3 separate regions of the Mus musculus genome follow, and regions 1 and 2 are each linked to region 3. Evidence: chromatin contacts called from public promoter capture Hi-C data. All regions are on one chromosome and are shown on one strand. The core of a region is the stretch at or near the end of the contact, and the rest is flanking DNA. Distances in the headings are between cores, read along the strand shown.

Evidence for each region. Capture Hi-C pulls out chosen DNA fragments and counts their contacts.
Region 1: a promoter capture Hi-C map of liver shows a contact between it and region 3. The contact joins the promoter of Pld4 here to the promoter of Btbd6 in region 3. A contact is called at or near these places in 14 of 39 promoter capture datasets (the 3T3-L1 cell line, the C10 cell line, the HPC-7 cell line and 8 more), 6 of 484 Hi-C or Micro-C datasets (B cells, the N1E-115 cell line, cerebral cortex and 3 more), 4 of 115 datasets of contacts at active chromatin or transcription factors (the HPC-7 cell line, T-cell acute lymphoblastic leukemia, embryonic forebrain and 1 more) and 4 of 9 other capture datasets (adipose tissue, embryonic stem cells, liver and 1 more).
Region 2: a promoter capture Hi-C map of adipose tissue shows a contact between it and region 3. The contact joins the promoter of Tmem121 here to the promoter of Btbd6 in region 3. A contact is called at or near these places in 4 of 39 promoter capture datasets (cranial neural crest, neural stem cells, pre-B cells and 1 more), 1 of 15 datasets of contacts at CTCF or cohesin (large pre-B cells) and 2 of 9 other capture datasets (adipose tissue and liver).

What each region holds. Positions count from the first base shown.
Region 1 is chr12:112,759,177-112,762,489 of GRCm38.p6, forward strand. Pld4 (phospholipase D family, member 4) reads left to right here and starts at 1,479. Exons shown (of 11, transcript NM_178911.4): 1 at 1,479-1,607. The coding sequence starts at 1,581.
Region 2 is chr12:113,183,914-113,187,569 of GRCm38.p6, forward strand. Tmem121 (transmembrane protein 121) reads left to right here and starts at 1,990. Exons shown (of 2, transcript NM_153776.2): 1 at 1,990-2,045.
Region 3 is chr12:112,975,229-112,978,826 of GRCm38.p6, forward strand. Btbd6 (BTB (POZ) domain containing 6) reads left to right here and starts at 1,335. Exons shown (of 4, transcript NM_201646.2): 1 at 1,335-1,754; 2 at 1,831-1,921; 3 at 2,025-2,143; 4 at 2,276-3,598. The coding sequence starts at 1,378. The coding sequence ends at 3,308. The region is part of intron 5 of Brf1 (BRF1, RNA polymerase III transcription initiation factor 90 kDa subunit); the gene reads right to left.

The DNA.
Region 1 (3,313 bases), core at 229-2,728, 220 kb before region 3:
TTTTTAGGGTATGAAAGGATATGAATATAAAATTGAGCAAATTGTTATGTATTATTTGATGCTCAAAATACTCAATATTATTAATATGTTTGTTGTATAAAATGCATTAAAAAAAAAGCTCACCCTGAGAAAGGCTTGGGGCTACAATGGGATCCTGAATCTATTGGCTTAGACCCATGTCTGCGCTGTCTTCTCTGGTGGATAACCCACAACAACCCCAAAGCCAAGTTAGGGCATTATCCCACAGGAAGTGAAGGATGGTCCCTTTTCTGCTCACTTTCTTGCCCACCAGGCTGGACACGGGTCACTGAGGTCAGGCCCTGCTCCTCAGGAGTACTCCCCACCCTGTGAGGTTGGCACTCTTCCCCTGAGGACACTCTGAGGCCATATCCCTGAACTGAGGCCTACTGCCTGCCAAGGAGGAGGGAAGTCAACCTGGACCCTGTTCAAAGTTGGGGCTGTTCCCAAGACCCTGATCTAAAGGCAACAAGGTTTGGTCTTCAGAAGATCCATCTTGGACTATGAGGGGAGGCAGAATCCCTTCAAGGAGCCACTAGTAAGCCTATGTTTGTGGACAGGCCAGGGAACAGCCTCACCTGAATTCCTCAGCGGGGTGAGTCATGGCTACCTCCAGATCCCAGCTTCCCTTGCAGCTAGGTATGGCCCTGTGGCCAAGCGTAGATTGAGTTGTAGCTAATATAGATAAATGGAAGTTCCCTTTCCAGTCTCCAGAAGTGTTCTGGGGATGCTTCATTCTATGCTAGGGATATGAGGTGATGGCTGAGCTTTGGAAGCCATTCTAGGGCTGTGAAGTTTGAATTCCAGGGTTTGGAGGCTAAGACTTCCTGTGACTGTGTCACTGATAACTTCTCCAGAAACTGGTTGCAGGGTATGGTTGGTGGGTCAGTCAGTTTTTCTTCACTATGACGCAGACCTGAGGTAAACTGTTTGAAGGATGAAGGACTTATTTTGGCTTGCAGCTTTAGAGGTTTTAACCAATGTCAGCTGTTGCCATTCCCATGGAACTAGAGTGTGGCCAGGCATAGTAACAGCAGCAAGGCAGAGGGAAGCAGCTTGCCCTATAACAGACAGGAAGCAGAGAGAGATGAAGAACCCAGGCATAAGACATGGCGAGCCAAGTCCTGCCCCAGAAACCTACATCCTCCAATCAGGCCCCACCTTCCACAGTTTCCACCTCCTCCCATCATGGCTATCATTGCACAATTTGTTAATTAGCTCATGATGCAACTTCAATAAAATTACCAGTCTTCAATATATGAGCCCCTGGAGAAGTTAAGTCAGTTTGAGGCTCTCTTACTTGAGACTTTGGTGTTTGCAGTCAAACTTAATTCCAACATTTGGTTTATGACTGAGGGACCCTCTCTAGGAGCAAGCAGGGTAGATTTTTCTCCAGAGGTGAAAGTTCTCAGCTCCGCCCCCTAGAGACCCGATCTGTCTTGACGTGGGGGTGGGGTGCTCAGAACAAAGAGGAAGTGAATGGAAGGGGGAAGCAGCAGGCCAGAGAGGAGGCAGGTGCCTGCCTGCACAGGCAAAGCCTGCAGACAGTGGCTGGAACCAGGATGGACAAGAAGAAAGAGCACCCAGAGGTAAGTGGTAGCCAGGCTAGAGCCAGACAGAGGGCCTCAAGAGGGGTGTCTGTCTACCTCCCACAGTCCCCTCCTCCCAGCACCCTAGGTCCCACAAGCCACCCAGATTGGCTGGCAGATGTCCACTCCTTGCTTGATCTATGGATCCAGGGTCAATGGGTATCAAAGTCTCCAGCCACTGGGCAGCTTTGTCCTATCCCACGCCTCGGGTCCACAGTTTAGCCCACAGGGCAGGAACCCCAGAACCTTGAGGCTCAGGGGGCTCTAAAGCCCATCCCCCAGCTCACCCCTCTCCTGATATGCCAGTACCAGGGAGTGTTTCCCTCTAGCCAGACAGTCCCACCCCAAGGATTCGAAAGACCCACAGGGACCAAGGATGTGACAGGTCTGCAGATGCTTAGAGCCGCCCTTCATCGTTCTCCTACCCTGACCTCAGAGTAGCTCCCAGTGACCACAAGGAGGTCAGAAGTCTGTGGCCCTTGGAAGTCCCAGATTACGGCTGCTGCATTCTTGCCTTTTTGCCAATCCAACTATTTTAGGGGATGAGAACACTTCTCTCAGAGCAGCTGGGAGAGGTAGGCCAGCAGCTCTTTGAGGGATAGCCCTGCCTGGTAACCCTGGCCCAGAACCTCATGTCTGTGCCCCACTGGACATTATAAGACTGGTCAGAGCCAGAAGCTAGGTTTCTGAAGCTGCCTCGGTCACTTGAGCTGCCTGCTATGGGTAGGGTGGGAGATATATCTAAGAACATGAGCCATGATCTGGATGGAAGTGACCTCCTGACTCCCTTCTTCAAGGAACTCTGGTAAGAGGGTGCTGGGCCTCTGTGGGTGACTCTGGTCCTCTCCCCCGCCCCCATCCTCTCACTGTGGTTTCTAGGCTCCACTTCCCCGTAACTTTGGGCATCGAGGGTAGATAGAGCCCCAGGCCTATCTCCTATAATCCATTCCCTGTGCTAAGGTTAGCCACATGCCTACAGGCTGCTGTCCAAGACAACCCTTAAGGGACAGTGGAATTAGTCTCACCACTCTTGGAGTGATAGCCTGACCCACAGAACTGAAGAAGCCCCCAGATTCCACAACCAACCAACTACAATCATACAGTGCCTTAGGTTCCAAACAGCATTCAGGCTGGGAGGGTGGGAAGTCAGTGCCTTGCTCGTGTCTGTGCCAGGGGTTGGGTGACCCATCTGGGGTGCACAGGGCCTCCTGAATGACTGGCCTGACTCTGTAGTGACTCCACTGAAGGAACATGGTGAGTTCTCCACCCTAACTAGCTGTAGCCTCCTTTGCCGTCCCCAGCCTTGACAGCAGTGCAGGGCCAGGCTTGGCTCTTGGTGGCCCTTTTGCCATGCCCCACTTTACAGCCAGCTGCCTACCATGGGGCCACACTTGGGGGCCAGCTGGGGAAGGGAAGCAGCTGCTCATAGCTAATAAGGAAGGGTGGATGAGGCAGCCCAAGCAGAAACTGCACTTTCAGGCCTGGTTTCACTTGTGGTTGGAATAAGGAACTGAGATTCACATACTCAAGACACCAAATCAGGGGACACTGAGGGAGCCATAGGGTACAAGCAGGACACAGCCCTGGGAAAGGTGTAGGCTCAGCCGGCATGGGTTCCATGCGGGAGGCCATGCCTGAGCTGTGACTGGTGTCTGAAGGCTGGAGAGTGCCTCTGTAGGGACTGCTTAAGGAGGTGACACCATGGA
Region 2 (3,656 bases), core at 740-3,239, 210 kb after region 3:
AATGTGACCGTGTCAGCCCCCTCTAGACCTGAGACTACAGGTCTCTGACTTATGTATTTTTTAGGTACTATATTGTCATGCTTTAAGATACTGGTCTTAGGTCCTGGGCTCGTTACCCCCTCATGACAGTCCTGAGAGCCGGAACTACAGGTGTGGCCACAGCAATAATCTCCACTGCCTTTTAGTTGTGTGGAGTTGCTTCAGGTCAGAAAATGCATTGGTTTCTCACTGTGGCTGTAGCAAGCGCTTGAAGCAATACAGTTTGCTTGTGTGGTGGTACAGGCCTAAGCCCCAGTAGGCTCGTATCAAGGCTGCTTCTTTTTGGGGCCCTGTAGAATCCATATGCTGACTGAATCAGATTCTACAGAAGTCCATGCCCCTGACCCCTGGCCCCTTCTTTCTGGTGGTGCAGCCTCCTCACCCTCTGACCTGACCCTCTAGCCTTTCTCTTTTTTTTTTTTTTTTGCCGGTCTGATTTTCTTTTTTTTTTCCATTTTTATTAGGTATTTAGCTCATTTACATTTCCAATGCTATACCAAAAGTCCCCCATACCCACCCACCCTAGCCTTTCTCTTGTAAGGACCTTCGTAAAGACTCTGGACCACCCACCCATATGGTTCCTGGGTGATGTCTCCTTTTGTGGTCCTGACTATGAGCAGAGCTGGAGCGTCCCCTTTCCCTGTGTTTGCCCACAGATTCGAGGATGCTGGCATGGGATACAGAGAGAGCACTGAGGCAAGCTGGCAGGTTTTAGGTGAGGGTTGGGTTAACCGTGGCTGAGAGGAAGTAGGAGAACGAAGGAAGAAACAGAGCAGACAGGGCTGCCACCTGCCACCTGTCCTTCTCCTCCCAGCCGCCTCCTCACTCCTGCTTGACTCTGTCAGGGGTGTTCTCCCCCCAGGCCCCTGGTTCTCTAGGTTGAGGAGATCGAACCTTTCCTTGCTAGATGCAGGGCCTCTTCCTGGGTACACGAGAGCTTCGGGGTCTTGTTGCACTTCTGGGGAGAGAGCTGGTTGGTTGGGGCTCATACTGCTTACTACAGGGCTGTTCCTTAGCCTTCTCTCCCGACGATGGGCATCTTGGAACCACCCCCTACTAGGAGGGTGACCCAGTATGGCCTGATATTCTAGCTTCCCAGGGTCACCAGAACAGAATGCATCACTCAGAGCTGGCTGCCAAGTGTACCCAATGTCATTTAGGCTGCTGACAGGAGCTCCCCCCTTCAAGTTCCTTCAGCTCTCTTGCCCTCAGTGCTTGCAGAGCGAAGCTGCAGCTCTGGGAAGAAGCGTAGGCAACCAGTTAGCCTCCTGTTGTCCTCTGGGCAGGGCAGCCCTGCTATTGGGTTGTCAGGTAAGGAATGGGTCACTCAGTGAAGGCAGGACCTGGAGAGAAGTCTTATCCTGGAGCCTCGATGCACTCCCATTTGGCCCTCCTTGTACTGACTGAAAGCCTCACAGCTGGGTTTTCCCCATAGAGTATAACACTCCAGTGTTGGGATCTAGGCCCTAACGTGTGTGTGTCCCTGTGAGCCTGTGAGCCACTGCTGAGGTCTGGCCAGGAGGTATAACTGCGGCTAGCTAGCGGGGCACTTAGTCCCACCCCTTTGTCCAGCCACCTCCGCGGGTCCCAGTCCAGAGGTCTTCCTGAAGCAGGAAAGCAGAGTCGCTTTATTGGCTGTCAGGGTCTGAGCTTGGAGAGCTACATACAGAGCCATTTCATGGTGTGAGGAGGACTCTTTGACAATTTTTTTGCTGTGAGTGAGGCCGAGTGGACTGACCACAGGGTCTGGGGTGGATGCTAGGTTGTCTGTCACCTAGTGCCACCTGTCCTGAGCGCGCAGAGTTGTCGCCATGGCAACCTGAACTACGCAACAGCCTTAGGACCTGGGTCCTCTCTTGGCTGGGGTCCGGGCGTCCAGGGGGCGCGGGGCGGAGCCTCGGCCGGAGGCGGTGCCCGCGGCGGAGGGGCGGAGCGCAGCACGGAGCGCCTGGGCCCGGCGCGGAGGCTCGGCGGGGCCGGCCGGCGCGCTGCATCTGGCCGGCCGGGTAAGCGCGGGATGCGAACGGCGGGACAGCAGGAGGCGGGTGGCTGAGCCAAGCGGGTCGGCAGAGCTGGGCGGTAGGCGGCGGCGGCAACGGCAACGGCAGCGGCAGCGGTAGCGGCAGCGGCAGCGGTAGCGACTGCCAGTGGGCCTATACTATTCCCGCCCCCAGGCTGCAGGCCGTGGGCTGGGCAGGGGCAGCTGCATGGCGGCGGGACCAGGCCCAAGCCCCACTGGGGAAACCTTTAGTGGGAAAAGACAAACTGAAACGCAACCTGCTGGGAGCCATTAGACCCTCCTCAACGGGGTTGAGGAGGAGAGGACCCTCCTTCGCCTCAGCCTCTCCTTTGGAGATGCTAAGAGGGTATCTTGCAAAGCGTCAGAGAGAGAGAGAGAGAGACAGGCATTTTAGGGCTTGGAGGCCCTGAATCTCTCTCTGGTGTGAGGCTTGAACAGGGGGCAGGGTTGCTAGGGCATTTGGGCCTGGCGTGGGAGACTCAGGCCAGGTGGACCTGGGCTGGGTCTCTGGGAACATGGCTAGGGCAGAGTGTGGGGGAGGGGTCGTAAGGCTTGGGTTCTGGCTTTCTGAAGGCCGGGCACTCCTCTCTTAGCGGTTGGGGTCTGTCCCATTACCAATTGGCTCGTGACATTTGGTATTTGACAGTGACCGAGCAAGGGAGCGATGGTGTGCAGATGATGGAATGGGTTGGCCAGCAGCAGGCTATTCGGCCTGGACAATTGCTAAGAGGAAGGGAATTCTCAGGTTTTGGCTGTAGCCAATGGAGTTCCAGGTGGGCAGGGGTGGGTCCAGCCTGTGCGTCCTGGGAGAGGAGTACCTACCAGTGGGAGTGAGAGTGGGTGTACCTGACAAGGAGGAGCCCTGCTGTGGGCAGATGACTCCTAAACACCTTATAGAAGCGCACTGAGAACCCCAGGGGTGAATGGAAGAGGCAGAAGCTGAGATGGAGTTTGAGGGTTACTGTGGTGTCACCAGGAGCAGGTTGAATGCATCGCTGTCATGGGTGACACTAAATTTTATGTCTTTGTCTAGACAGGACAGTAAACAGAGCCCTTGTGCCAGGTGCTTTGGAGGAGAGGCCTTGATTGGAAGTGGCTTTGGGTTGGGTGGTGTGAACAAGCTCAGATATCAGGACGCACAATCTGGCCATCTGAGTACCACAGACATGACAGCCAGTGCCAGGAACATAGGGAGAGACTAAATCCCACTGATGGCTTTCCTGAGGTTGGCCCTGCGATCAGAGGAGCTGGAGGTGCAAGTGTGCTAGGCCAGAGAGGGTATAGCAGGAGGTGTGGTCAGGAGGAAAACACTTCTGGGGCGATGGCTAGCAATGGTGGGTCAGGGAAGAGAATAGTCTGTTTTGCCTTAGCCTAAGGAAGGGGAGCGATTGACTGTGGATACAAGAAAAAGGGGGTGCTGGTGGTGCAAAAAAAAAGTCATAGGCATGAGGGACTTGTAGGATGGATATCTCAGGATTTGAATGACCGTCCATCTAGGATCAGAAAACTTGCTCAGTGCCTTGTCCCCAGGGTGGGACCTGGGTCTTCAGTTCTCCTGTGCGGCTATTTCAGCGCATCTCCAGAAGATGCCCTGAAG
Region 3 (3,598 bases), core at 85-2,584:
ATGATTTAACACAAGCAAAAACAGACAAACATAGTAACTTCAGACTGCAAAGAATCAATGCAGCAAAGGAGTCTGTCCAGTCAAGACAACCACAAAAAAGGGAGAAAGCATCTGTCCTAAAGACTGAGCTCAATGCAGTGAAGAAGCAGACTGATTGGAAAGTGGGCAAACGACTCATGGAGGTACTTCTTCCAAGAAGATATACAAATGACCAAGAAACACAGAAAGGTTGACATCAGCAATCAAGATTCCACCTCATATCCACTAGCATAGCCTCTATAAAACCCAGAACATTATAACAAGGTTTACCCAGGATGAGGGAAAAGAGCAGTGCACGCTGTGGAGGACTGATAAATAATACAAGCACGAACAAAGGCCATTGCAAAGTTTGCTCAAACAAGTAACTGTATCTGGACAGTGATGGTGCACTCAGGAGGCAGGCAGGCAGATCTGAGGCTAGCTCCAGGACAGTCAGCGCTACACAGAAAATCCCTGTCTCAAAACCTAAGGGGCGGGGGGAGCACGAAGCACTGGATATGACTCAGTGCTTAAGAGTGGTTATTGCTCTTGCTGAAGAGCCAGCACCCATCTACCCACAGCTCACAGCTCACAACCATCTGTATCTCTAGTCTTAGGAGATCCAACAGCCTCTCCTGGCCTTTGCAAACACCAGGTACAGGCAAAACATCCACATCCATAAAATAAAAATGAGAAATCAAGAGCTACCATTTTATCCAATCATCTCACTTCTGGATAAAGACCCAAAGAATTGCAATTAGGATCTGGAAAGGATAAAATTGCCTCCCTATGGTCAGCACAACTGGGATATAGAGTTGATATATACACGGTTGGATAAACTGGCAAACAAAATGTAACCCATTGGAGTAGTCAACTTAGAAAGGAAGGTCTATGTAGAAAGTTTGAGGTCACCCTGTGGCACATGAGGTCTAGACTCATGACAGAAAAAGAAATTCCGACATAACAGGTGTACTGCCCTTGACTTTGTGCTCTGTTAAAGAAGCTGTACACAAAAAGGGAGATCAAGCCTTGCGTTAGAGACTCATTTCCTCCACGAAGAAAAGCTAGCTGGGTCAGGTGATTTTTCAAAGCCTGAGCTGTTGGAAAAAAAATCTCATTTCTGAGTGATAGAAGGTGCAACCACAACTCGCCCTTAAACCTGGGCACCCGGGCGGAGCTTCAACACCTCCCCCAGGGGCGGGGCCCTGGAACGAGGAGTCGCGTCTTGACGCACAGTGACGAGAGACGCCGGCGCCGCAGCAGTGGGTACGGGCGGGACGGCGCCCCCTGCGGCCGAGCCGCGGGCTCGGTGAGGGGTGTGGGGTGCGGGTGGGTAGCGGGCAGGGCCGGCGTGGCCCCATGCTGCTGCCGCTCGCCTGCCTGCATGGGCGGGTGGCGCAGTGCCTAACCTCCCTGCTGGTGCTCGCAGAGCCGTTTCCCAGGCCCCGTCGCGGCGCGAAGGCGCGCGGCGCAGCACCGACCAGTGCGGAGCCCGCCCCGGCAGTAGCGAAGATGGCCGCGGAACTGTACCCGCCCGCCAGTCCCTCTGCAGCTACTGCCACCGACATCGCCAACAGCAACGCGGCAGGCGCAGCCGAGAGCACGAAGGTCGGGCTTTGCTGCCCGCCCTGCCTGGCACCCGCCCCGCTGCCGCCCTTGCCCGCGCCGCCCTTGCCAGACAACAACAATCCCGAGAGCCCCAACTGGCAGTCCTTCCATCCTACGCTGCGCGAGAGGTGAGCCGCCGCCCGCCCCCGGGCTCTGGAGCCCGGGCGCGCGCCGTTCCAGCCCGTGTGCCTCTGCCCTTTGCAGGAATGCGCTCATGTTCAACAACGAGCTGATGGCTGACGTCCACTTCATCGTGGGGGCTCTGGGGGCTGCCAGGCGTGTGCCCGCCCACAAGGTGGGTAAGGGCGCAGCCCTGTCCCCTGGTGGGCCTGGCTAGGTGCGTCTCCCTGGACCTTGTTTACTGCCCTGTAGCTCAGGTGGTTTTCTTTCATCCACAGTATGTCTTGGCTGTCGGCAGCTCCGTCTTCTATGCCATGTTCTACGGGGATCTTGCGGAAGTGAAGTCAGAAATCCACATTCCCGATGTGGAGCCTGCTGCCTTCTTGGTCTTGCTAAAGTAAGTGCTGTGCGCTGGGTCTGGAAGGATGGGGTGGTTACCTTCCAATGGTCCCCTACCTGTTTGCTACAACCCCAGAGGTTGTGCAGGGGAGCCCTTGCAGCTCCCCAGGAGAGCCCCTGCCTTACGCAGGTACATGTACAGCGATGAGATCGACCTGGAGGCGGACACAGTGCTTGCCACTCTGTATGCTGCTAAGAAGTACATCGTGCCTGCCCTGGCCAAGGCCTGCGTCAACTTTCTGGAAACAAGTCTGGAAGCCAAAAATGCTTGTGTCCTGCTGTCCCAGAGCCGACTGTTTGAGGAGCCTGAACTGACCCAGAGATGCTGGGAAGTCATTGATGCACAAGCTGAAATGGCCCTGAGGTCTGAAGGCTTCTGTGAAATTGACCGGCAGACACTGGAGATCATTGTGACCAGGGAGGCCCTCAATACCAAGGAGGCTGTGGTCTTCGAGGCCGTCCTGAACTGGGCTGAGGCAGAATGTAAGAGACAGGGCCTCCCAGTCACTCCTCACAACAAGAGGCATGTTTTGGGAAGAGCCCTCTACCTGGTCCGAATTCCAACTATGACCTTAGAGGAGTTTGCCAATGGTGCCGCCCAGTCAGACATCCTGACCTTAGAAGAGACCCACAACATCTTCCTTTGGTACACTGCTGCCAAAAAGCCCCTCCTTGACTTCCCCCTGACCAAGAGGAAGGGCCTTGCTCCACAAAGGTGCCACCGCTTCCAGTCTTCTGCCTACCGAAGTAACCAGTGGAGGTACCGTGGACGCTGTGACAGCATCCAGTTTGCAGTGGACAGAAGGGTGTTCATTGCTGGGCTGGGCTTGTATGGGTCCAGCTCTGGGAAGGCTGAGTACAGCGTCAAGATTGAACTCAAGCGGCTAGGGATGGTCCTGGCTCAGAACCTCACCAAGTTTGTTTCAGACGGATCCAGCAACACTTTCCCAGTCTGGTTTGAGCACCCGGTCCAGGTGGAGCAGGACACCTTCTACACTGCCAGTGCTGTCCTGGACGGCAGTGAGCTCAGCTACTTTGGGCAAGAAGGAATGACAGAGGTGCAGTGTGGGAAGGTAGCCTTCCAGTTCCAGTGCTCCTCAGACAGTACCAATGGGACTGGAGTTCAGGGTGGACAGATTCCAGAGCTCATCTTCTATGCCTGAGGCGTAAGGTTGGAGTGGACTTGCCACCAGGCTCTTCCTCCATAGAGTCCACACAGTAAGTGCAGTGGAGGTGCAGGACACTTCCAGCTGCCTTACTGATACCATTCAAGGCTTGGCTTTCTCTATCAGCCAGAGTCTGAAACTTGACTTCTCACAGCCCGTGTCCGCTGACCCTAGACAGCATTCCACAGGTGGAAGGAAGACTTGGGTCCAAGGTCGTCCCCGATCCCTGCCAGTGACACCCAAGCTTCAGGACCCTTGGATTTCCCTCCCCCTTTGGATTCTAAGTG